2 separate regions of the Ovis aries genome follow, and region 2 is linked to region 1. A link is a contact called in public Hi-C data. All regions are on one chromosome and are shown on one strand. Each heading gives the region's core, a stretch centred on a gene start, on an enhancer-like site or on the middle of the called end of the contact. The rest is flanking DNA. Distances are from core to core; before and after follow the strand shown.

The links. Hi-C and Micro-C count contacts between places; a contact is called where the count stands out from the background.
Region 2: a Hi-C map of tail adipose tissue shows a contact between it and region 1, with 2.4 times the contacts expected there. The contact joins the enhancer-like site here to the promoter of NDEL1 in region 1. A contact is called at or near these places in 4 of 16 Hi-C or Micro-C datasets (liver, mixed tissues, muscle and 1 more).

What each region holds. Positions count from the first base shown.
Region 1 is chr11:27,815,003-27,820,603 of ARS-UI_Ramb_v3.0, reverse strand. NDEL1 (nudE neurodevelopment protein 1 like 1) reads right to left here and starts at 2,950. Exons shown (of 11, transcript XM_042256673.2): 1 at 2,763-2,950.
Region 2 is chr11:27,876,807-27,882,407 of ARS-UI_Ramb_v3.0, reverse strand. It overlaps NDEL1 (nudE neurodevelopment protein 1 like 1), which reads right to left. Exons shown (of 11, transcript XM_042256673.2): 11 at 2,275-5,601. MYH10 (myosin heavy chain 10) reads left to right here. Exons shown (of 44, transcript XM_060394825.1): 44 at 188-1,792. The coding sequence ends at 332. Among named protein-coding and RNA genes, the nearest start is that of NDEL1, 62 kb to the right of the region's middle. Within about 2 kb of position 3,312, at least 6 of the 54 cell types and tissues checked have an H3K27ac peak or open chromatin away from gene starts, as enhancers often do.

The sequences.
Region 1 (5,601 bases), core at 1,701-4,200:
TTTCCATTATCCTAATTATACTTTTATTATTTTTAGTGCTTCATTATCATTTTAATGGTTATCAAGCAATCCCACTCCCAGAGTAATGCAAGATTACAATTTAACTCCATTTATCCTCCTCCTGCTTTCTATTTTCATCAAGTATTTTAATTTTTATGAATTTTTAAACTCTAAAGATATTATTTTTATTTTATGCAATCAATACTCATGTATTTTCCCCACTCATTTACCTCCCGTCATTCATTCATTCCTGTATGATTTTGCTTCCACGGGTATCATTTTCATTCTGCCTAAAGAACGTCCTCTACCCCCAATAAAAATTAAAAATAAAAAAAGAACATTATTTAGTAGTTTCATTTGTTTATTTCGGGACTTTTAGTGAAGCTCTTTCAGCAGTGAATTCTATTTTCATCTGTAAACTTCATTCCACCTTCTTTTTTTTTTTTTTGGCCAAGCCACCCTGCATGTGGGATCTTAGTTCCCTTGAACAGGGATCAAACCCCGCCCCCTGCATTGGAAGTGCACAGTCTTAACCACTGGACCACCAAGGAAGTCCCTCCACCTATATTTTTTAAGAATACTTTTCTCTGAATAAAATTCTAGGTTGGCAGCTATTTTCTTTCAGTCCTTAAAAGGTTCTAGCATGTAGTCTTGGCATGCACCCTCTCTTGGATTGCACATTTATCTTGGAAATCAGATGTACTATTTTGCTTCTCTGAAGGTGATGTGTCTTTTCTTCTCAGACAATTTTTCAAAATTATCTTTGACTTTGGTTTTCAGAAGTTTTACTACAGTGCGGTCAGGTAGCGATTTTTTGGGGGGGGAGTGGTATGTATTTTGTTGGAGATTTGTAGAGTTTCTTGAATTTGTGGTTGAATGTTTTTTACTAATATTGTAAAATTTGTGATCCATAACTCTTCATCTATTGCTTCTGAACAAGTCACTCTTTTAAATGTATTTAGACCTTTACATCACATTCCATATTCTCTTATGCTCTTTTCTGTATTTTCCATCTTCCTCCCAACCCCAGTCCCATCCTTCAGACTGAGTATTTTCTGCCCACTTAGCTTTCAGTTTACTAATCCTGTCTTCTGTTATATCTAACCTGGGAATTCCCTGGCAGTCCAGTGGTTGGGATTCAGCGCTTTCACTGCTGTGACACAGATTCAATCCCTGGTTGGGGAACTAAGATCTCACAAGACACACAATGTGGCCAAAAAATAATCAACACAACAATAATAATAGTAACCTGTTGTTAAACCCATCTATAGAGTTGTGGTTTTTTTAAGGAATTGTATTTTTTGATTCTAGAATTTCCACTTAGTTCTTTAAAAAAAATTGTTTCTAGTTCTCCATCTACTTTCTTGAACGTACTGGGGAGAGTGGGGTAAAGACCAATTTATAATAATACCCAAGCAAGGTGGGTGAGACAAGGCAATTTCATATGCTACTGGAGGAAGTTTAAATTGGCACAGTTTATGAAAGGGAATTTGACAATTTTTACCATGTCTTTAAAATTATATTATACTTTGACTCCTCCATTCCATTTCTAATAATTATTTAAAGTGTGAAACAGAAGAAAGGAAACCTCTTTTTTTCTTTTTTGGCTGGCCTGCAAGGCCTCAGCAGTAAAAACTCGGGTCCTAACCTTTGGACTGCCAGGGAATTCCCATTTAAAATGAAGCTGAGGGACTTCCCTGCTGGTCCAGTGGTTAAGACTCCCCACTTCCACTACAAGGGGCATGGGGTGGATCCCTAATCAGGGAACCAAGATCCTGCATGCCCTGTGGTGTGGCCAAAAGCTATTAAATTAATTAATTAAATTAAATGAAGTTGGGTGGCCAGAAGGGAGAACTCTCACATGCTACCACTCCACATCAATTACAGACCCCAAAAGGAAGAATTTTTCTCACCCAGCAACCAGACCAGCCAATGGGAAGTGCCCTCCAGCCTGAACTCTCCTTTTCCCCCAGTGGACTTTCTTCATATTAACTCCAACTGCCTCCTTTTGCTCTACAAAGTAACATTCCTCTCCTTTGTTGGACTTGCCTATGACTTTTGCTATAGCTTTCTTGCCCCAAATTGCAATTTCTCTACTATTCTGGAAAAAAGAAAACAAAAACTTTTTATTTGCTAGCAATATAATTGGCTGTTTATTTTTAGGTTTGATAAAGGAAATAACACCAAGATTTTGCAATTAAAAAAACACATTACAGAAAATTTTATAATAGGGGGAAATTGGAAACTTAAATGTCAATCGATAGATACATTAATTAAATAAATGACTATATCATCGACTCAATGGACATGAGTTTGAGCAAACTCCAAGAGATAGTGAAGGACAGGAAAACCTGATATGCTGCAGTCCATTGGGTCCAAAAGAGTCGGATACAACTCAGAAACTGAACAACAATCCATTAAAAATAAGGGTGTAAAAGAAAATAAAGTTTTCAGGTGCTGAAAAAGTCAGGTCCTAAAAGTGTTTATTCAGTGTGATTCCACTTATTCTAAAATCATTACATGCTATAATTATACATAATATATAATTATTTTTAGCATAGCTATATATATAGGAGCTGAAAGAATAAACAAAAATATTTATAATATTTATCTGTAGAGGTGGCATAAAGCTGATGTTTTCATGTGTGCTTTTTATGAAATTTCCACTTTTTTTCAACACGAAGCACTATTTTTATTTACAAAAGAACATTTTTTTTCCTCTCCTGATTCCTGATTTTTTTCCTCCCTGACCCTGGCCTTACCTGTCTCAAGCACTGAGCACTCTCAGCTGTCAGTGAGGCATTCAGCTCCGGATGAAGAGTGAAGGCTGAGAAAATCCTCCAACAAAGGGCTAATTTCAAACAGTCTTTCTCCTACAGCTGCCACCCCCTAGGAAGTGCGAAGTTTCCTTTCCACGAACCGCCCGGCGAACAAATCTTCCCTGCTCTTTAGCTTCCCTTCCCCCACCTGTCCCAGAGCATCTCTGCCCCTGCGGCTGGCGCTTTATGACGGTGCAGGGAATGGGGCGGGGACGCACGCAGCCCAGGTGAGTTAGCTGCAGGACGCAATCCACGCCGGCTCGTACGCGACTGGGACGTGACTCAGCCTTCCTGCTCGCCCGGTGCCCCACCCCTGCTCCCTTCGGCCTCCTCCCGCAGCCCGCAGTACCCTCGAGCCACCGTCGGTTCTTGCCAGGTTCATCCTCAAGTCCAAGCTAGTTTTCTCTTTTGCGCAGGATTCCTTTGGTTCATCCCACTCTGTGGCTTCCCGGCCAGTGGGCTCTCAAGCACTGAAACCAGCCTTGGGCTCAGCCTTCAAGAGTCCTGAAGTGGACCCTTTCAGCTCTGAGACCATCCTGAGCCTCTGTAGCTCCCAGGGTCCTCATCCCCATTCATACGTTTCAGATCAGGGTGTGCAAAGCTCCGTGCACGTCTCAGATCAGCGTGTTCAGAGGCCTATGCACGCCACCGCTTCCGGTGGTACCCAAGTGAATCTTTTTTTTGCTTATTATGTATTCATATTGCTGTTCATTAAAATATGATTAGAACATCAGACCTGTGATTTCACAGTATGGATGCTCAGAATGAGGTGAGAGTAAATATTTATGTTTAAAATATGGCTCCTATTTGTTATTTTTGTTTTTAAGAAAAATCAACAGTTGTACATGCAGTACTTTGATGTGGCAAAAATTACCAAAACAAACCACTGGATTGTTTTCCCGGGGGGATTTCTTCTTTAAAAGCCTCAGATTCCATCACTTGTCCCTCCTTCTTTCCTAGCCCATCTTCCCTCCCCTTCCCAGACTCACCTCCTGGAGAATCTGCCAGAGATCAGGCTTTTTCAAAGACAACATTGGTGTACAGTGGCTAAGTAAGGCTCTAACCCAGTGGTGGGCTCATCCTCCCATCTCCAGCCAGACGAAAGTTCTCAATCTATTGTGACTTGAGGGGGTGGGGAGAATTTTGGTGTGGATTCCAAAAGCCATTAGAATAGAAGGTAGGGGCTTTCCCTGGTGGCTCAGTGATAAAGAATCTGCCTGCCTGCCAATGCAGGAGATACTGGTTCTATACCTGGTGCAGGAAGATCCCACATGTCATGGAGCTACTAAGCCCAAGCCTGTGCACCACAACTATTGACCCTGTGCCCTAGAGCCTGTGCTCTGCAACAAGAGAAGCCGCAGCAACAAGAAGCCCGGGCCCTGCAACTAGAGCAGCCCCCACTCTGTGCAACCAGAGAAAGGCCCAGGCAGCAAGGAGGACGCTGTGCAGCCAATAAATAAATAAAACTATTAAAAAAAAAAAAAAAAAGAAGGTAGAATGACTTCATTGTCTGAACTTCACACGCTCCTGTGCAGGAAAAGCGCGTGCATACACACACACACCCCTCATGCACATAAGCTAGGCTTGAGAAGTTGGATTTATTCATTTCACAAACACTGACTTATTAAACACTATCGCCAGACACAAGACCCTATGCTACAGTCAACAGAGATGAGTTAGGAACTCCTCCTTCAGGGTCTTAAAAGATAAAGATGCCAGTGGGGAAGTGATGAGGAAGAAAGGCATTACAGCCAGGAAAAAAAAAAGCCGGAAAAAATCACAGAGCCCCAGAAGCCCAAGGCCTCAAGGGATCTGAACTAGAAGCCAGCACTGTGGCTATGCTGCGTGGGTTGAGCTGGCCCAGGGCAAGGGGGCTGTCCAGAAAACCATGTGGGAAAGGTAGTGTGGGCCTCATGTGCAGACTGAGGAGGGTGGGCCTTGTACCGAGGGCAGTGGGGAGCCACGGAAGTCTTTAGAGGGAGGGAAGGCATGAGGAGGAACACCCGTGAAGATGTTCTGTGGCTGCTTCAGTGTAGGTTGGACAGAGGGGGCTGAGGGCCGGGGGTAGGGGGCTTGGGAATGAAAGCAGCACCTGTCCACCTTCCAAGCTGGGTGCCCTGGCAGGGCCTGTTTTCTGCTCAAAGGCCCCAGGTTTCCCCAGAGTATCAGCACCCCCAGGCTATGTAAGGATAGAAGGAGAGCCGGGGGGTCGGCCATAGAGAACAAGTTAGACTAAGATTTCAGAGGTGTGGGCAGCCTGGCAGGAGGAGGTGAGTCCAGGAAACTCACGGGGGCAGGAATGAACTGAACCCCCCGGGTAGCCCCTGATCTGCCTGGAGCCAAACAGGGCAGCCTGCAATGGGCTGAGTGGACACTTGATTTGCATTTCCCTGATGATTATTGATGCTGAACATCTTTTTGTGAGCCTCTTGGCCAATTTGCATTTCTTCTTAGGAAAAATGTTCAGTTCTTCTGCCCATTTTCTAATCGGGTTTGTGTGTGTGTATGTGTGTGTGATGTTGGGTTGTATGAGCTGTTTACATATGTTGGATATTAATCCCTTATCAGTCATAGCATTTGCAAATATTTCCTCCCATCTTGTAGGTTCAGGCACATTATTTGTATCTATTTATTTAATCATCATCACAATCCTATAGAGTAGGTAATATAATCTTTTTTCTTGGCCGCAAAGCACAGCTTGTGACATCTTAGGTCCCCCACCAAGGACTGAACATGGGCCCGTGGCAGTGAGAGCCCAGAGTCCTAGCCACTGGACAGCCAG
Region 2 (5,601 bases), core at 2,063-4,562, 61 kb before region 1:
GAGGGACAGCAGGGGCCAGCCACCACGGCCCCCAGGACGATGCTCAGCAGGTGGCAGTGGTGGCTAAGCACAGAGCCCTTCTGATCTCCCCACCACCCCAGGGGCTGCATCCTGGGCAGGGAGCTTTGAATCCTCAGGTGGGTGGACGACTTGGCAGCCATGTGCACCTGCTTTCTGTTCCCTCCAGGCGAGGCGGCCCGATCAGCTTCTCCTCCAGCCGATCAGGCCGGCGCCAGCTGCACATTGAGGGCGCATCCCTGGAGCTGTCGGACGACGACACAGAAAGTAAGACCAGTGACATCAATGAGACGCAGCCACCACAGTCCGAGTAAGTCCAAGGAAGCTAGAGGAGGCAATATCGCGGGACATGCAGGAAGTCACCGGCGCCCCCACCTCGGGGCCTCCTGCAGATCTGGGGAACCGGCGAGCTGCGAGACGCCTTCCTGAGAGATCAACTGTGTCTTAAGGCCTCATGGCCTACACACACGTCTCCTGCTTCAGATTTAGGTACAATTGCTCCCCTTTTTATATATATATATATATATACACACACAAAACCTACACATATTAAACAGATCGCCTCATCATTGCATCTATTTTCCATATATCCACCAAGAGACCATTTTATAATACATGTTAAGAGAACCCTTTTTCAAACTAACTCCAGACCCGCTGCCAGTCGCTGGGTCATGGGGCCGCCTAGCGGTTGCCACCCCGTCGCTCTGCATGCTCTGTCGTACGGACAGCTACCTTAGTTCTGTGTTCACGTGGCCCCTGCCTCCGCAGCCATATCAAGTCCCTTAGAACGTTGTGAAACCTAAACTGCACCTGTAGCTCTCATTTCCTTCAGATGAGGATTGACACTATTTCAGTGCGCAAACTGTGAAAGGGGCTTCCGTGAGATGGGGGGTGGGTTGGGGGAAGCAGCATCCATGGGGGTTACAGTGCCCCTCTCCCTCAAGTCGTGGGGTCCCCGCATCTCTTCACGTGAACTGTCTTCGGCCGGAGCTGCTCTGTGCCAGCAGGACAGTGGCCACGACGCAGCTGAGGCCCAGGGGCAGCCATCACAGTGACTTCTAGATGGTCTGCTCCTCGCAGCCACAGGCCCCCCAGAGCAGAAGCTAGGGGGACACCCTTCCTCGCCAGCCAGGCTCTCATGCTGACCTTGCAAATTCAGCCGCTGCTTTGAGCCCAAAATGGGAAGATTGGTTTTGTGTCCGAGACTTGTTCAAGTCTGTCAATGAGGGGGACAGCACCTCGGGAACAGAGGCCACCCGCCTGAATGTTGACATGCCAGTGGATGACTCCTTTTTCATTTTTCCCTCCCCACCCCCTCAGGACAGTGTTACAGTAAACATTAGCATTCTGTTTTGGGTTGATAGTTAATCAAACTGACATTACAGAAAGTGCCTTAGACACTACAGTACTAAGACAATGTTAAATATATTATTTGCCTCTGTAACAATTTAATGTATTAAGTTTTGACTGTGCTTCAGATCATGTACCTCTCTAGTCTAAGTGGTATTATAAACATTCAGTGACAATGAATCAGTGTTAATTATAAATCCTTGATCCTCTGCAACATGCTTGAAAACACAAACCTTTTGGGTTAAAAGCTTTAACATCTGTTGGGAAGAATTTGTCATGTGGGTTTGGAATCTTTGATTTTTCCCCCTTTATGAATTGTATTGGCTGTTGACCACCAGACACCTGACTGCAAATATCTTTTCTTGTATTCCCATATTTCTAGACAATGATTTTTGTAAGACAATAAATTTATTCATTATAGATATTTACGCCTGCTCTGTTTACTTGGAGGAAAAAGCACCCGTGGAGAATAAACAGACCTCAATAAACAAGAATAATCATGTGAATGTGCAATCTGTTTTCTCACCTTCTGTTCTGGTTGGACGCTATGTAGACTTACCGTGCTGATAGCCAGGCTGCTTGTTCTAAGGGCACCGCACGCCCAGAAACTGTCAGGTGACAGGTGAGTTCTCTGGGCGGGCTGGCGGCTGTCCTGCTCTCCCGATGAGCGGTCCAGGACTGTGGGATGAAGCCTCGAGGAGGGTTTGTTTCAGTGTCCAATCAGTGAAGCCCATTACTGGATTAGAGTATTTCAAGAGGCCTGATAAGTTTCAGGCTATTTTCAGACAGGATGCACGTTAAAAATGCTTTTGGGAGGATTCGGTGGTGTGATCCACGGGCAGCTGTGGGCCAGGTAGGATGGGCCAGAGAGAAATCTAGGGGAACACAGTCATGTAGCCATGCTGGTTTGTTTTTTTTTTAATATGCTCAAGTTAGGCTGGTTCCAGTGGTCTGAAGTACATACTGAAGCTGCTTAGCAGTTGCGAGGATATGGAAAATGGGCTAAAGTGTTCCCTTTCTCAAAATTGTCACTACCACAGGAGAAAAGGTGAGTTGCACTTACCCTCTCTCATGTCTTCTCACCCTTGCTTTTGGTATCTCAGTCCAAGGGTTTGTGGAATTCAGAGGCTTTTCTGAAAAAGAATCCTTTCCTTGCTAGCTGGTTTAACTGGTGTTCACGTCATACTGTTTGCCAGCTCAGGAGAAACACGACCTACATGAATAGATTCCAATTCCTGATTCCACAAAGACGCTATCTAGACAGGACCTTTCTTCACTAAACAAACCACTGCTTCATAGTCTGAGGTTGTTCATGAAACGCAACTATAGCTGGGAGCTGGGTTCTGGGCATGTCAAAGACAAAGCAGCTGGCCAGCGCCCAGCCACGGGCATATGGTCCAATGAGAGGGGGGGTTCCAGAATGTGTGGAGAAACCTTAGCCTTTTGTGGAATGCAGTCTAGATGAACTCTCTTAGAATGCAGACATTCTAGAAGACTCTCTTTCTTTAGCAGAGATAACACACCTGTTCCCAGCCTGCCTATCCTAGGCATGCTGACATCAGGAAGACAAGCACCCTTTCTGTCACCAACTTTCCCCCTTCCTGGAAACCTCAACTAAAATGAAATGAGGTAGAAACCAAATTCTTAACCAGCCTTCCCTATGGCTCTCTGTATCACTGACTCATGTCCCTTTCCTCCTGAAGCCAATGTTGCTATGACAACAGACATGTTTATCAAGACAGGAAGAGCCCACAGTTCAGACTCTAGGAACCACCACTTCCTTAAAAAAAATCACAACAGTCCATGAGTTAGAATCTAGAAAGTGGACACGATGGCTCCTCACCCCCTAGTTAGGCAGGCAGGCCTGAGGGAAGCCCATGGCTGAAAGCTGAGGGGAGTCCCCATCCACAGAGGTTTCCCAGTCCCGGCCCCGAGAGCTTTCCCAAATACTGCACGTTTGCTGAAATGCTGCATCTGCGCACCATCAGGACCAACCGGGCAGTCTACTTCCTTATGTAGCCACCATCTTTTGGGAATCTAGCAAATCATGTGAAATGTCTCATACAATCCTTTTCAGAAATGTAGTACGAAACTTACCAGTAAGGGTATATTGACATGATAATACCAGTTTCCCAAGAATGTTAACCCTAATTACACCACCATGTACTGCATGTAGAAAGTATGATTACCGTAATTACAGCATCCATGTACATGCACAAAGTATGATTACCGTAATTACAGCATCCATGTACCACACACACAAAGTATGATTACCATAATTACAGCATCTGTGTACCACATGTACAAGTATGATCATGTCCCCAAGCCTTGAGCCAAGATTACAAACTCACGTTTGATGCATTACAGCACTGAGGCCTGTTTATTTTTTCAAAGAAGGCCAATAATAGATTCCATGCCCACTAACTGGATGTAGTGAAGCTTACTCAAGATGTAATGTGACATAATCGGACTGTTCAACACTGGATCTGACTGGGACATCTGAGCAGAGTGCTGCCTCCGTCAAGGACCATACCATATGGAAGCTGAGATGCTCCTGTTCGCACGTGTGTCAACTCAGGCACCCCACAATCACCTTCAGGAGGTGGCAGCTGTCATGTGGTTGTCACTGCCTGACTCCTGGTGAGGTCATTAAAGCCCAGCACCAGATCTTGTAGTGAGAGTATCAGCAGCTTAGAAGAAAGTTCTGGAGCCAGCAGCGGAGCAGAGCTGCACAGCCAGTGCTCACTGTGCCGCAGAGGATGACATTGCTCAGGAAAACATGGAAAAGGACCCCTTGGGTCAAGACACAATTCAGAACATCGGAATTACAATGTGAAGTCTAGGAGTATGTCTCACATTTTCCTTTCTGTACATGAATTAAATAAGTGTGATATAATGAAAATTTGCATAAAGTCTAGAAGGGCTCTTTAAATAAATACAAAGTCTTGGGGCTTTGCCAACGGCTCAGTGGATAAGAATCCGCCTGCCAATGTAGGAGACGATGGGTTTGATCCCTGATCCAGGAAGATTCCAAATTCTGTGGAGCAGCAAAGCCCCTATTGAAACCTGAGCTCTAGAGCCCATGCTCTGCAACGAGAGAAGCTACTGCAATGAGAAGCCCACGCTCCACTACTGGAGAAAGCCCATGTAGCAACAAAGCACAGCCAAACATAAATTTAAATACAAAGTCTTAATAATAAGCATTTTCATAGTTAGAATTGCACACTTCTACTGCTTTACAAAATAAAGGTATGTCTTATGATTGCTGGCACTTAAGCATCTATGAAATACAGAACTCTCCTCACTAGGCAGTTCTGGGGTGGAACCTAAGGGCATCTGCGTGGTAAAATTTCCCCAAGGAGGCCTCAGCCCAGTCACCTGGCAGGTCCAGGGAGCCCCTGCTTTGTGCTACTTAGATCTCACAACTCCTAGCACATGTCTTCAGTGAAAGAAAATCAGTCTCGTGGCTTCAAAATTTGGGCCACTTAACAGGAAAATTTAGGATCCACAGAGTAAAACTAGTCCATCTTTTCACTTCTGTTTTAGAAAGCTGCAACTGCGTGTTCATCGATTTTGTGTCCTTTTCTTACTGACGCATGGATGCGCATGACTTACAGGTCAGTGGCTCCATGGTCACTTGTCCAGCTGAGCGGTTATCCTAACCACGGCATTCCCCCACCAGCAGACGTTTGTATTAATGCTACTGAGACTGACTTTGTTCTTACTACCACAGACGAGTAGTTACAACTTATCACATTGTTAGATTGATTCAAAACTTACAGAGGGTAATTCAAGCTCTGAGCCTCACATGACATCACTGCTGATGCAGGCATGTGTCAGAAAACCCGCCCAGGCCTGCCAGCCCAGCACCCTTATCCCAGACCTCCGCCTGCAAACCATGATCCGGGCAGGATCTCCCCTATGTTAACAGGGGCAGCAAACTTGAAAACACCCCACAAGTGCACTAGTGAAACATCTGTTCAGCTTCGCTTGGTGAAGACTTCAGAGCTGACAGGAAACATTAACTCTTGTGGGTGCAGGCGGGCAGCAGAGTAAAGTATTACCCCACGTGCAGAACACCAACACCATAAGCTTTATCCTGTTTTCAAATTGGCCTCCTCTTCATGTGGGCTATCTTACATAAGAAGCCTGTTACATTAGTATTACTAGAGACTTTTCCTCCTTAAAATTAAAAAAAGGGGCTTCCCTGGTAGCTCGGTGGTAAACACTCTG